Regions from separate parts of the Anas platyrhynchos genome. Here region 1 is linked to region 2. The links are chromatin contacts, called in public Hi-C maps. All regions are on one chromosome and are shown on one strand. The core of a region is the stretch at or near the end of the contact, and the rest is flanking DNA. Distances in the headings are between cores, read along the strand shown. Region 1 overlaps SNX19 (sorting nexin 19). Region 2 has its middle 32 kb from the start of ST14.

The links. A called contact is a pair of places that touch in the nucleus more often than the background predicts.
Region 1: a contact with region 2 is called in a Hi-C map of subcutaneous adipose tissue, with 1.8 times the contacts expected there. The contact joins two enhancer-like sites. A contact is called at or near these places in 2 of 8 Hi-C or Micro-C datasets (liver and subcutaneous adipose tissue).

Annotation. Positions count from the first base shown.
Region 1 is chr25:4,761,029-4,767,129 of IASCAAS_PekinDuck_T2T, reverse strand. It overlaps SNX19 (sorting nexin 19), which reads left to right. Exons shown (of 11, transcript XM_072027587.1): 9 at 5,117-5,301; 10 at 6,080-6,101. Among named protein-coding and RNA genes, the nearest start is that of SNX19, 18 kb to the left of the region's middle. Within about 2 kb of position 3,874, at least 1 of the 8 cell types and tissues checked has an H3K27ac peak or open chromatin away from gene starts, as enhancers often do. A contact at or near this core is called in subcutaneous adipose tissue, where this site is marked.
Region 2 is chr25:4,519,088-4,524,365 of IASCAAS_PekinDuck_T2T, reverse strand. No RefSeq gene overlaps it. Among named protein-coding and RNA genes, the nearest start is that of ST14, 32 kb to the right of the region's middle. Within about 2 kb of position 1,920, at least 3 of the 8 cell types and tissues checked have an H3K27ac peak or open chromatin away from gene starts, as enhancers often do. A contact at or near this core is called in subcutaneous adipose tissue, where this site is marked.

The sequences.
Region 1 (6,101 bases), core at 2,625-5,124, 240 kb before region 2:
CGTGCCCACCTCTCCCAGCTCCACGTCTCAGGGCTGGGTCGAGCAGATAAAATAAATCCCTCTGCCCTGCGCTGCTGCAGGCAAGTGTAACAGGGTAAGGGCACGTGGGATGCCAACGCTACCTGGGTCAGCTCCCCGCAGCTCCGTTTGTTTCTTCCTTCCTCCGGTGTGCTGCCCTTGGCCGCGCTGGGTTTGGGAGGTGTGAGGCTGGCAAGACACTCTGTTCGAGGGGCAGGCACTCGGCCACGGGGCCGCTGCCTCACTGGTCAAACACTTCATCACCGTGTGCTCGGGCAGGGGTACAGGACGCATTGTTCGTAGCATATACAATTGTAAACTTTTTATAGGGCAGCAGGAGAGGAACGTTTCCAGTAAGGCGAGAAGGATAGTTTACTTTTTGCGTGTGTGCCTTTGGCCAGAAATTTAAAAGGACTCGGGATGCTTCATGTTTGATTTATGGAGGGCTTTTTTCTTTGCTTTCTTTCTTTTTTTTTCTTTTCTATTTCCTTCCTCTCCAAAGAGTTTACCGATGGCCTGGACAAGTGTGGGTTTGCTCTGAAGGTGTTTGAGCAGAGCGTGCCAGCACTCAGCTGCACGTGTTGCTGCTGGCGGCCGTGCGGGGAAGGTGAACGTGGGCTGGAGTAGCAGGTGCTAAAAGCTGAGCCTGGGGGCAAAAGCGCTCCCTTTGTGTTTTTCCATGCTTCTAACTGCCTGCTGCAGCTGTTCCTTCGGTTTTATAAGCTTTGCTAAGAAATGTTTTACAGTCAAAGCATTGAAATGTTGCTCTTTGTGAGCCCTTGAGCTAAGGATATTCTTCTGGTTTGAGGCACAATTTGGGGAAGAATTTGGGGGACAAGTACTGAGAAGGGAGGGATGGGCTGGTGATTTAAATATCAGCCTTTCCTGAATTCATAGGAGTCAGATGCTTGACTACGTTGTGCATTTCCAGATGTTGCCTTCTTCTTAAATCCTTTTCACTACCTTGGTCTCACAGGCCCTTTTTGAGCTCCTGGTTAGCCACGCCGTGTTAACTGACCTCGGGGAAATGGGGGCCTTGTTCTGGGGTGGAAGGTGGTAGATGTTGAGCTGGACTTGCTACTGTTCTGCACAAATCATCTGTATTTATAGAGCTTTTTGTACTTATACAGCTAAAGCAGACTAGTAGAGGCATTCCCATCTTCCTCTTCGTCCTAACAAGGGCTCCAGGTTGTGTGTGTCTGAATCCTTGCAACCCCCAGTTTGGGGGGGAATCACAGTTACTGTTGCCTCAGATTTCAGTCACAATCAGTGTTAGAAGGTTTTCTTGAATACTTAACCCAAAGATTCCTCAGCTCAAATGAATTTAGCAGTTTTAAGCAGAGGTTTATCAGCGCAGAGCAGATGTGTGTAAGTTTGGATAGTACTCATATCTTCTTGTCCACTGGACCATTCATGGTCCTTCTTTCTGTTCCAGACAACACAAACCCAACTTCTCCAGCCTTTACCCATGGAGATGAGCTCTCCTTCTGCACGTGAACCATCTGGGCAGGCCACTTAGAGGAGCCAGGTAAACCCTGGTCCTTACACAGTGCTTTGTCCTTCCTGACTCTGTTTATCTAGGCTGCCCTGCATTAGCAGCCCCGGTACTTTTAGGGGGCAGAGAAGAGCCAAGGTATGTACCACCCAGGCCTTGTTTCTCATTCCCAGGGCATTTCTGCTGTTCTCTCTTAATGGGCCCCTTCAGCTGACCTTGGAGTTCCAGCTTAAGCCATGGCATTAAATCAGCTCTTTTTTAGCAGCCATTTCATTCCTCCATCAGCAGCTATTTCAAACGGAGGACCCTTACAGCATGGGCAAGCTATGCTCCTCCAGACAAACGGCCAGGACCTCGTAGCCTTTGCAGTCTGCCTTTTTGCATTGGGCATTATCAAAGCATTTGAACGTCTGAGCCCAGGAGGTCACTTGCTCTCTATTTCTGGTCTCCACTGAAGTGTAAGGAGATGGTTTGGTGATGGGTTTGTTTTTCTTTCTTTCTTATTAAGGCTACTTCTTCATGAAATACCAGAACGGAAATAGTAACTTAAAAAAGATAGCTCTATTTGTGTTTCTTACTGGATTTATTTCTACCTGGGAGCAGGGGGTTGTGCATTTTTGATGTGGCACACGGATCTCAAATGTTTCATCCTTTAATAGTATGAAAAATCATCTGTGATCAGCTGGTGGAGGTCAGCTTTGGGCCCACGTGTTTGGAGTTCCTGTGTGAGAAGTGTCAACTGTTAAGCCTGGCCTAGCACTGGGGCAGCAAGGCCTGATGGAAAGGTCAGTTTGCCACAGAAACCTGGGGTTTGCTCAGGTAGGATCTCAGTAAAGTTAGGTGTGAGCCTTCCTGAGTTGCAGATAGAGCTGTGAGCGCTGAGGAATTAACTTGCTCCTCGGCATTTAATAAATGCTGCTCAGGCTGATCATCCCTTTTGGAACATCTGAGGGCATCAGCTGCTCTTGCAGGAAGGGTGCTGAGCCAGAGGGACCGATGTGATGGTTCCTCTCTTCCTACTGCTTTTGGGATGGGTCCACGCACCAGTAGGCTGGCAAAGGGCACCAGAGTGTCCATCCTCTGAGCTGCTGCCCTTCCTGCTCTTCTCTTCCCAAACGGGAAGGCAGGGAGCTGCCAGAGGGAGTGAAAATCCACCTGCTGTGTTTTGCAGCTGTGGGAGCGAAGACCTGCAAGCACGTGCATAACCCAAGTGCATGCACACGGGATAAGATCTGTAGGTGTTACCTCTAGGCCTTGTCACCTCGTCCTGGGGACTTTATAGGACTAAAAGAGCTAGAGATGGAAGGTTGTTTGTTTGGGGCCTTCCAGCATTCGTCACTTCTCAGTCTGCTCTTGAGCTGTCTGGAAATGTGTGCTGTCTTCTCGAAGTTCAGCTTTCACTCTCCGCGCTATTTGCTTGAATTTTTGCTATTTTAGGAACGTTCCTAAGAAGAAGAGAGTTTGTTCTTTGCCTTTTGCAACCTTTTAAAGGATGACAAGTGACTGTTGCTGAGGTGAAATTCAAGTCAACATTGGCTCCGTTGTCCCCAGACGCAGGGTTGTTCTGTTTGCAGCTCCGTCCCCAAGTCTCTGAACTTCTGTTGCCTGTCAGATGTTTTCTCAATTAGGAAAACAGATTGTATATGAAAACATGTTAATGAAAGCTCTTGTCCCTCGAGGAGCCACAGTTTAGCACTTTAATTTGGTCGGGGATGGCTGGAAGGCTTTACACAATCCAAAGGTGTTAAACTCTGCGGATTGCTGGAGATAAACTCTTTTAAACAATTGTCTTTCAGACGTGGCCTTTTCCTAGACAAGACAGCGCCGTGACATTTCGTCCTGTTATTCTGGTGGCAGCCAAGCCGTGGATCTCTCGCACTATCTTGTAGCAGCATCAGTACTTGGGGTCCCTGGCGAGACGGGGTGTAAAGGCCGTGTGTCTCCATCCCCAGTGCTGTTCCTGGGATGGCACAGCACCAGCACCGCCCTGCCCTGAGGCTTGCTGGCCTCACTGCTGCACCGAGGCTCCGTTCAGGTTTAACACTCCTTGCTTTCGCAGCTAATCTCTCCTAGGTGTGCAGCCCTACCAGCCTGCAGCTAGGCATCTTGTTTCCTGCTGAGGAAGGGAGCGGTACCTGCCCTTCTGCCCGCTTACCTTTAGGTGCTGCTATTCCTGATGTTCTGGTGGCGCTGCCCTGGTTGCATGGGGAAAGACGCCCTTGGCCCAAATGCCTCGCCTGAGAAGAATGCAGACAGTCTGGCAGAGCGCAGGTTAAATAAAGTTTGCCTTGGCAGGGCCCATGCTCTTGGATGTACTGTGAGCTGCCGGGGCGTAGTGGTGACGGAATTGCAAGCACGAACGCCAGCTGCCAAGAGGAACGGGTCTCCTGGCCCCGCTCGCGGACTCCTCTCCTCTGGGACTCTGGAAGTGCTGGCGAAATCCAAGCCTTCTCCCTGCCCACCCCAGCCCAACGCTCCTCTCTGTCTCTGGATCTCCTGCTGCTGAGGACGGCGGCCGCGGGCGAGTCCCAGCCACAAGAAGTCAACGGGGACCCTCCCGTTGACCTCGGTGGCGTCAAGGATTTGGCCGCTGGCTCCCCCTTGTTCTGGCGGGGAAAGATTTTAGGCGGTGGTGAGTCCTGACTGATGGCCATGGCCTTTGCTGCTGCACAGGGAAGTGATTTAACACCTTGGAAAGAGGGTCCGCCTGATTGATGGAGAAACTTCCCCTGACCAGCTTGGGTGGCGTTGACAAATCTCCCCTGCCCTGGCTGCAAACACGTCAGGGCCCTTTTGTGGAGTGACATTCCTGCGGCGCAGCCTTGGGATTTGCAGGTTGTTGCCATATAAAGGGCACGCTTTGGCCCAGCAGGAGGGCCAGCGAGTGGTTTTGTTGGCAGGTTCCTACGCTTCCTTTTAATAGATGAGCAGCACGGGGTTTGGATGGGAGCTGCAGTGAGTTCATTGCCTGCAACAGGGGGACAGGGCTGGGCTGGGCAGCAGGGGAGCAGGGAGATGAGTGTGAAGCAGCAGGGTATTCATGCCTCACCGTCCTGGGAGGGTGCATTTTGGTCTCCCAACGAGACACCCTTGACTCTCTTAGTAGCAGAGGGGCTGATGAGGGGAGTGCTGGTTGCCAGACCACGTTCACATCCTTCCAGTCGTTCACAGCGATTGTTTTAGAGTTAAAGCAACAGTTTTGGAAGATCGAGATGGGGGTGGTTCTCCCAGCTCTTTGAGCTCTGTCATCTGCTTGTGCATGGACATCACTTCAGTCGTATCCCTTAGCCAGGCTGTCTCCAGAGACCCGTTAACTCATTTGATTTCACGTGGGCAGCAGGGCAATGGAGCTTTTCACTACTTTTTGCTTTTCCTTTGTGACTTCACATGTGTTTGTAAGATGGGAAACATTTACCTAAATCTGGTGCACAGGAAAACTCAGCTAATTTAACTTGTGAAAATGTATTTTATGTATATACACACTTGAAAAGTGCATGTTAACTTGCCCAGCAAGGTGATTTCTCCTCCATGGCCTCAGCAGAAAGCTCCGTAGTTGGTACAAGTCTGACATTTCTGATCTCTCTCTCCTGCCCTGTGCCACAGGTGGCTGGAGGTCCAAGTGGTGAACCTGACCTGCACCCAGCGCTGGGTCCAGTACCTCCAGCTGCTGCAGGAATCCATCTGGCCCGGAGGAGTTTTACCAGCAGTGCCTAAACCAGCCAGGACAGAGGAGCAGAAGAAAGCAGCAGCAGAGCAGGCCCTGCAGAGCCTGATGGGGATCTTGCCTGGTAAGTGGGCACCAGAGACGGGTCAGGAGCTGCAGGTGAGGCTGGGGAACCCTCCAGTGCATTGGCATCTCTGGAAGTCCGTTTACCATGATGGAGTCTGCTTGTGCCAAGGCACTGAGAAGTGTTCCCAACCTTTGTGGTTGGATGGTTTCCTGCAAGGCAAAGCAACAATTTCCCAGTTCGAGGCAGTTTGCACAACCACTTAGGGAACGGCCCAGCTTAGAGAGTAAGGGCATGTGTCCTGGTGGTTCCCAGGTGCAGACTGCCACACATTCCTTCTTAGTGCTGGTGGTGCTGTTCCTGCTGAGCCACTCCAGAAAGGAGGGGCTCAGGCCAGCCTGTGGCATGCAGCAATCGCTTGGCTTCTTGCTCTAGAGATGACAGAGTGGCTTTTCCACTGGGCTGAAATCATGAGTGCAGCTGCACTGGATTTCCCTCCTGAAGTTTGACATGGGGACCTTTGGCATTGAAGCAGCTGCTGCCTAATCCATGTGAGTGTAGCCTGAAATTTTAACTCCTTGCTGCAGTGTAAGAGGCCCTTAGTATCCTTTGGGGATGAAAAAGTGCTACCAGTGTATGCTGTTCCAGGCTGAAGCACTTTCCTGGCAATCAGTTCCTGTCCCTGGATGGTTTTTCTCGTGGTAATATCATGCATGAGATGCCTCAGGCTCAGAGCACCATCACAAACGTTGATTTGGCACCGTCCAGGAGGAGGCTGAGCCCATTTTACTACAGTGGAGACGTGCTGTTCCTAAAGCTTTGTCTCTGATGTTGACAGATGTGATCCAAGAAATCCTTGG
Region 2 (5,278 bases), core at 671-3,170:
GCTTTTAGATGACAAAGCCAGCAGTATCCTGCTCGGTGTTACTGGGGATATTTCCTTGACTTTGTTTTGCTGAGGCTGTGGACATAGAGAGGGACTAGAAGAACTTGTCTGAAAAGGCTTAAAAGCGACACTTCCCCTATGCGACGTGTAAATTCCTTTCTCAGATAACGTCTGCCTTAAATGTTTAATCTCGGCGACTCAAGCAGTTGAGATTAAAACCCATCAAGGCAGCTGCCGTGCCCTGGCTGTTGCACAGGGTGTGGATTTTCCTCTGGATGCTGACATTTCTGCTCCCATTAGCACCTCACCTCAAGCTGAGTGTGGTCCTGGCAGTCCAGAGCCCCAAACCTTTGTATGAGCTGCGCTGATCAGGCTGGCTCACTCCACAGCAGGTCTGGTAGCAACAATAGATCATCTGACTTACCTGTTGTGTGTGGTGTAAGCTATTGCCTCTGCAGATTTCTGGAACCACATAAACCGGAGATGGGAAAGATCCGAGGTCATCCAACTTCTCCATTTTCCCCCTATGGGGAAGGCTTGTTCCCTACACTGGATTTTCCTGTACTTGGTCCAGTTTGAAGTGACTCAAGCAGCAGGGTTTTCATCGCTTCCCTTGGGAGGCCTGGCAGTTTTCTTGCCATGAGAGCTGTTTTCCTAATGCTCCACCTGATCTGTTCCTCTCCCTGATTCCAGCCCCACAGAGTGGCCAGCAAAAAGCTACGGTGGGCTAATGCTCATTAGGTTATATGAGCACTGGTTAACTCTTTCTGGGTGGCTTTGATGCTTGTCCTAAGCAAAAAGGAGAAATTTGGATATTTGGAAAAAGGATATTTGGAAAGGAGAATGTTATGGTGCTGGAAAGGAGAATATGATGGTGCTGCGATGGTGACACTTGTCTCAAAGACATTGATGGTGTAAGTAGTACGAGTCCCAAGACCTGTGGTTCTTACAGGATTTAGAGGTTCATGGAAGGTTTTCTTCTACAGCATGTAAGCATACCTGTAGCTGGTGAAAACTGGTAAAATTACCCCTGAAATGTTGAACTAAATGACAACCTGAACGTGCAGTAGTGGCTGTTCTTTATTTTGGGGCTTTGCTTGTGCCTAACACTTCTTCGAGAAGCTTGTTTTTTCTTAACAAGCTGGAGATTTTCCCATGGATTGCTTTCTTTGCTTATCCTGTCTGTGCTGCCAATGCTGTGTAACCAGTAGCTTGACTCTAATGCTGAAGTAGTTCTTAAAATATCGTCTGCTAACTGGATTGGTCACGATGGGATAAAGCCATCTTCCATGAAGGATGAGCGGGATCAGGCCTTGGAGACGCTGTCAGAGGGGAGCCAGCACAAGAAGAAGAGAATAAATATTTAAAGTGTGGTTATGCAGGGGACAAAACTAGATGCAAATCTAATGGTCCCCAGCTCAGATAACTGCAGAAATGTTTAGGGCAGAAAGCTGGTAGCAGTTGAGAGGTCTGTGGTGGTGTAACACAACGTGATGGGCAGCTTGGTATTTATTTTGTCTGGGGTTCCCCAGGAGGCTGTTTTATGCTTTATCCAAAATGAGTAAAAGGGTTCTCAACCTTTCTTCTTTGACCAGACGTGGGGAACAGCCCTGTGTTCGTGTCTCTGCCAGGGGGATGGAGGGCACTTGGTGTGTCTGTGTCCCCTGGCAGCCCCACCAGCCTCGGTGTGCACCGTGAGGAGGTTTCTCCGCTCCGCTGAGCGCCACGGCCGTGGTGCTTGCTGCGGGTGGGCAAAGCCAAGGAACATGACTAATGGGTAACATAAAGAACCACCTTCCCTGCAGCCTGATTCACCCGATCCTTGCACAGATTCAGTCTTTCCTTCAAGGAATGTTTGATAATGCAGCGCGCACCGCTGAGATCACCCTTCTGGCAAGTGCCTGCTGTGGTATGAGACCCAGTCATCTGGCAGCACATTGCTTACTGCAGTCTCCAAGGCAACCCTCCATGCTGTTCTTCTTTGGAAGCTCTGTGCATTCGTAACGAAGCTGTCATCCCTCTTACTGTAAGTGCAGCAGATGTGAAAGATTTTACCTGTGCCAATGAACCCCAGGCCAGGACACTGCTGCTCGGAGGAGCGGCGCTGCGGTGGGCATCCCACCTCCCTCTGAAGGTTGCTGCCTGTCTGCTCGTGGTGCCACAAAATGTCTCCTGCCCTGCCTGCCGTGTCTGTAGCCAGCTGTGTTCGCACAAAGAGACCCTGAGGATCACACGAGAGCTCTGCTGAGGCAAGGCCTTGCGGTGCTGACGTGCCACAGAAAGAATTCGTCCCGGATGGCTGGTCCCAAGGTGGATTTACCAGTCCTGCAGTTATTTGCTTCTCGCTGACTAAAATGTGAGTCCTTCTGGTAGGGAGACAACCAAACTGCAGCTCACTGCCACGTCCCGTGGGAGCTGCTCTGAATTTCTTTCGAGCAGAAGCTGCCAATTGCTCAGTTTGGAGGCACAGCCACCCTCTGTTGTGGGTGCTTAACCTGGCAGGTCAGAGGGGCAATTGTCTGCCTCCAGCATCCCATCTGAAGTCCTCTGGGCTGCTCTAAGAGAGGTTGTAAATCAGGGAGGGCGGATGCCGTGTCCTCTGAGTAGGCCTGATAGATGCTCAGTGCTGGACTGATGAAGCTCATCAGTGCCATGCTGGCCTCTGCTAAAAGTCAGCCTGGAACTGAAAGGCTGCAGGTTTCATTCTGCCTGCTGCAGCCTCTGGAGAAGCTCTTTTCTTATGTTTGCTTTTCTGGTTGGTCTGTTGGTCATACAGAAACCGGGGTCTGGCTCTAGCTGAGGGTATTGCAGTTCTTTGGGGTGAGCGAGGTAGGGGGAAAGTCCGTGCTGTTCATACAGAACGAACCACATCTCCCTGATAGATCCCATGCAGACCTAGACTGGAAGAATCTGTCCAGCTTCATCTGCTTGAAAGCAGGCATCTAATTTCAGCCCTTGATTTTAAGGTCACCAGTGCGGAGCGAGAGACTCCCAGCTCCTTGGAGAAAGCCAAAGCCCCTGTTGGAGCAGCCGAACTGCCTGGCAGCTGGAGTCAGACGAGGTGACGAGCCTTTGCCACAGCCCCTCCTGATCCCGGTGGGTGAGAGGTTTGTACAAGCTGGGGTCGTTCTCATTCCCTGCTGTGAGCTCCGGGAGAGACGGTGCTGGGTTAGGTGCCAGCTCCGGTGCTCTGCGGCGGTGGCTTGCTCGTCTGCTCCGCGTCCAGCAGCAGCTGCTGGGAACACCCCATAAAGATTGCTTGCTCCTGCTTTCTGACAAGCTCTGTGCTCCCAGACGTGGGCAGACCCCTCCACCTCGCACACCTCCATCCCTGCCCTGCCATCCTAGCCCTGGCTCTGTCCCAGTTTGTCTGCCAGCTGTGCCAGACCGCTGGGACACATGTCTTGGGGCAGGCGCTTTCCAGGAACTCTGTGTCTGCTGCCCTGTCTGTCTGTAGTTTCACTTGACATCCCCCGAGGTCTGGAGGGGAGAAAAGGCATTTTCCTCTTGCCCTTGGGGTGATGCTGTAAGGCAGTGGTACAGGAGCTGGGAACTGCTGGACCTGGGCCTGGGGGGCGAGAGGGGGGAGCTGCCCCTCCGGGCTGAGGAGCCCCAGTCCTGCAGCACCGTCAGGGTCCTGCTGGGCACAGAAACAGGTAAAAATAACATAAAATAAAACAAAAATAATCATAAAATAACAGGTAGCTGTGAGGTGGGAAGCCTGCCCCGTGGGTTGAGGTGTTTTTTGAAGGATGCCGTGCAGGCAGCCCACGTGGAAGCTTGGCTGCTGGGGGGGGGGGGGGGTGTAATTTTGGGATTGTTCTTTTTTTTTTGCTCGTCTCCCCATCAGCAGGCTGGGGAATACGAGTCGGGAAACAAGTCAACAACCAGACAGTGGCATGTGAAGTGAGTCCCCCTGCTGGCACAGCTGCGATTGCGAGGCAGTGACACAGATGATAAGGAGCACATGCAGATATAACACCAGTGGTAGCAGAACTCTCCCAGTGCCCCCCAGTGCTGCCCAGATCCTCCCTGTACGCTCCCAGTGCTGCCTAGAGCTACTCAGCAAACTCCCAGTGACCCCCAGTGCTGTCCAGAGACCCCCTGCATCCTCCCACTGCCTGCTGGGCATCTCCAGACAACACTGGAGGGCACTGGGAGTGTCGCAGGAGGATCTAGAAAGTACTGGGTGGTACTGGGACTGTACTGGGAGGTTCAGCACAATGCTGGGACACACTTGGAGAGTACTGGGGGGTCTCTGGACTGCACTAGGGGGCACGAGGAAGCTGTAGGCAGCACCAGGGGTGCTGGGAGATTATTGAGGGTACTGGAGAGCTACAGGCAGTAGTGGGTAGCACCCACTCACACTCCCTCCCTGGCAGTGTGAGCGTGTGCTTGCTGCGGGCAGGCGGCTGTGGCAGCACAGAAGGCTGCCTGCCAGAGAAGACAAAGCCCTAAAAGATCTGTAGATCTGTCCCCCCTTCAGCTCTACTTAGGCAATGTGAGGTTTGCTGCTCTCACCTGCCCTTGCTGCAGTGAATTCCCCACGGTTCAGTGTGCTGTTTGCCCTTTTTATGTTCTGAGAAGTCTGTGTAGCAGCTCTCCATCCCCACTGGGTTTGTTGTGCATGTGCCAGACAAGAAGGAAGCAAAGTGGGGTCTTTAAACCTTGCCTTGCTTGGTTGCAGAAGGCAGCAAACGCCTGGAATAATGGATGTAAAGAAGGACGCAGTCAGTATAGTGAGATATATGGACTGGGGCAGGAGAAGGCAGAGATTCACCAAAAATGCAGGACTGGCAGAGGCTGCTCATTGTGGCGTGGGCACCTGTGGGGTGTCTCTGAGAAGACTGAGCCTTAGTGCCTTGTCAAGAGAAAACTGGAAGCTTTTAAGGAAAAGAGAGCAGGAGAAAATGCTTCGTGTGCCCTGGGTCAAATCCTCTTTGAGCCCTAGAGGGCTTTTTAAGCACCCAAGGCTGCTGTGTTGGTAAAACTGCCTGGAGCAGCACGCGAGGGGCATGGGGCAGGATGCTCTGCGCAGCTCACAGCCCGGGGAGCAGCCAGGCTGCCCAGCCAGGCATTGTGCATAGGTTTTCCAAACAATCGTGTGGGATGTTTTCCTTTGATTCATCGACTGTAATTCCTCCCAAAGACCTGGCATGTTTCCTGGTGGCTCGCCTTCCACGTGTCATCCGTTCCCCTTTGGGACTGGCCTCTCCAGGAGCTGACCTCCCGGCGGCCCTGCCTGGGGTCACTTCCATGGGACACGGCTTTTCCTCAA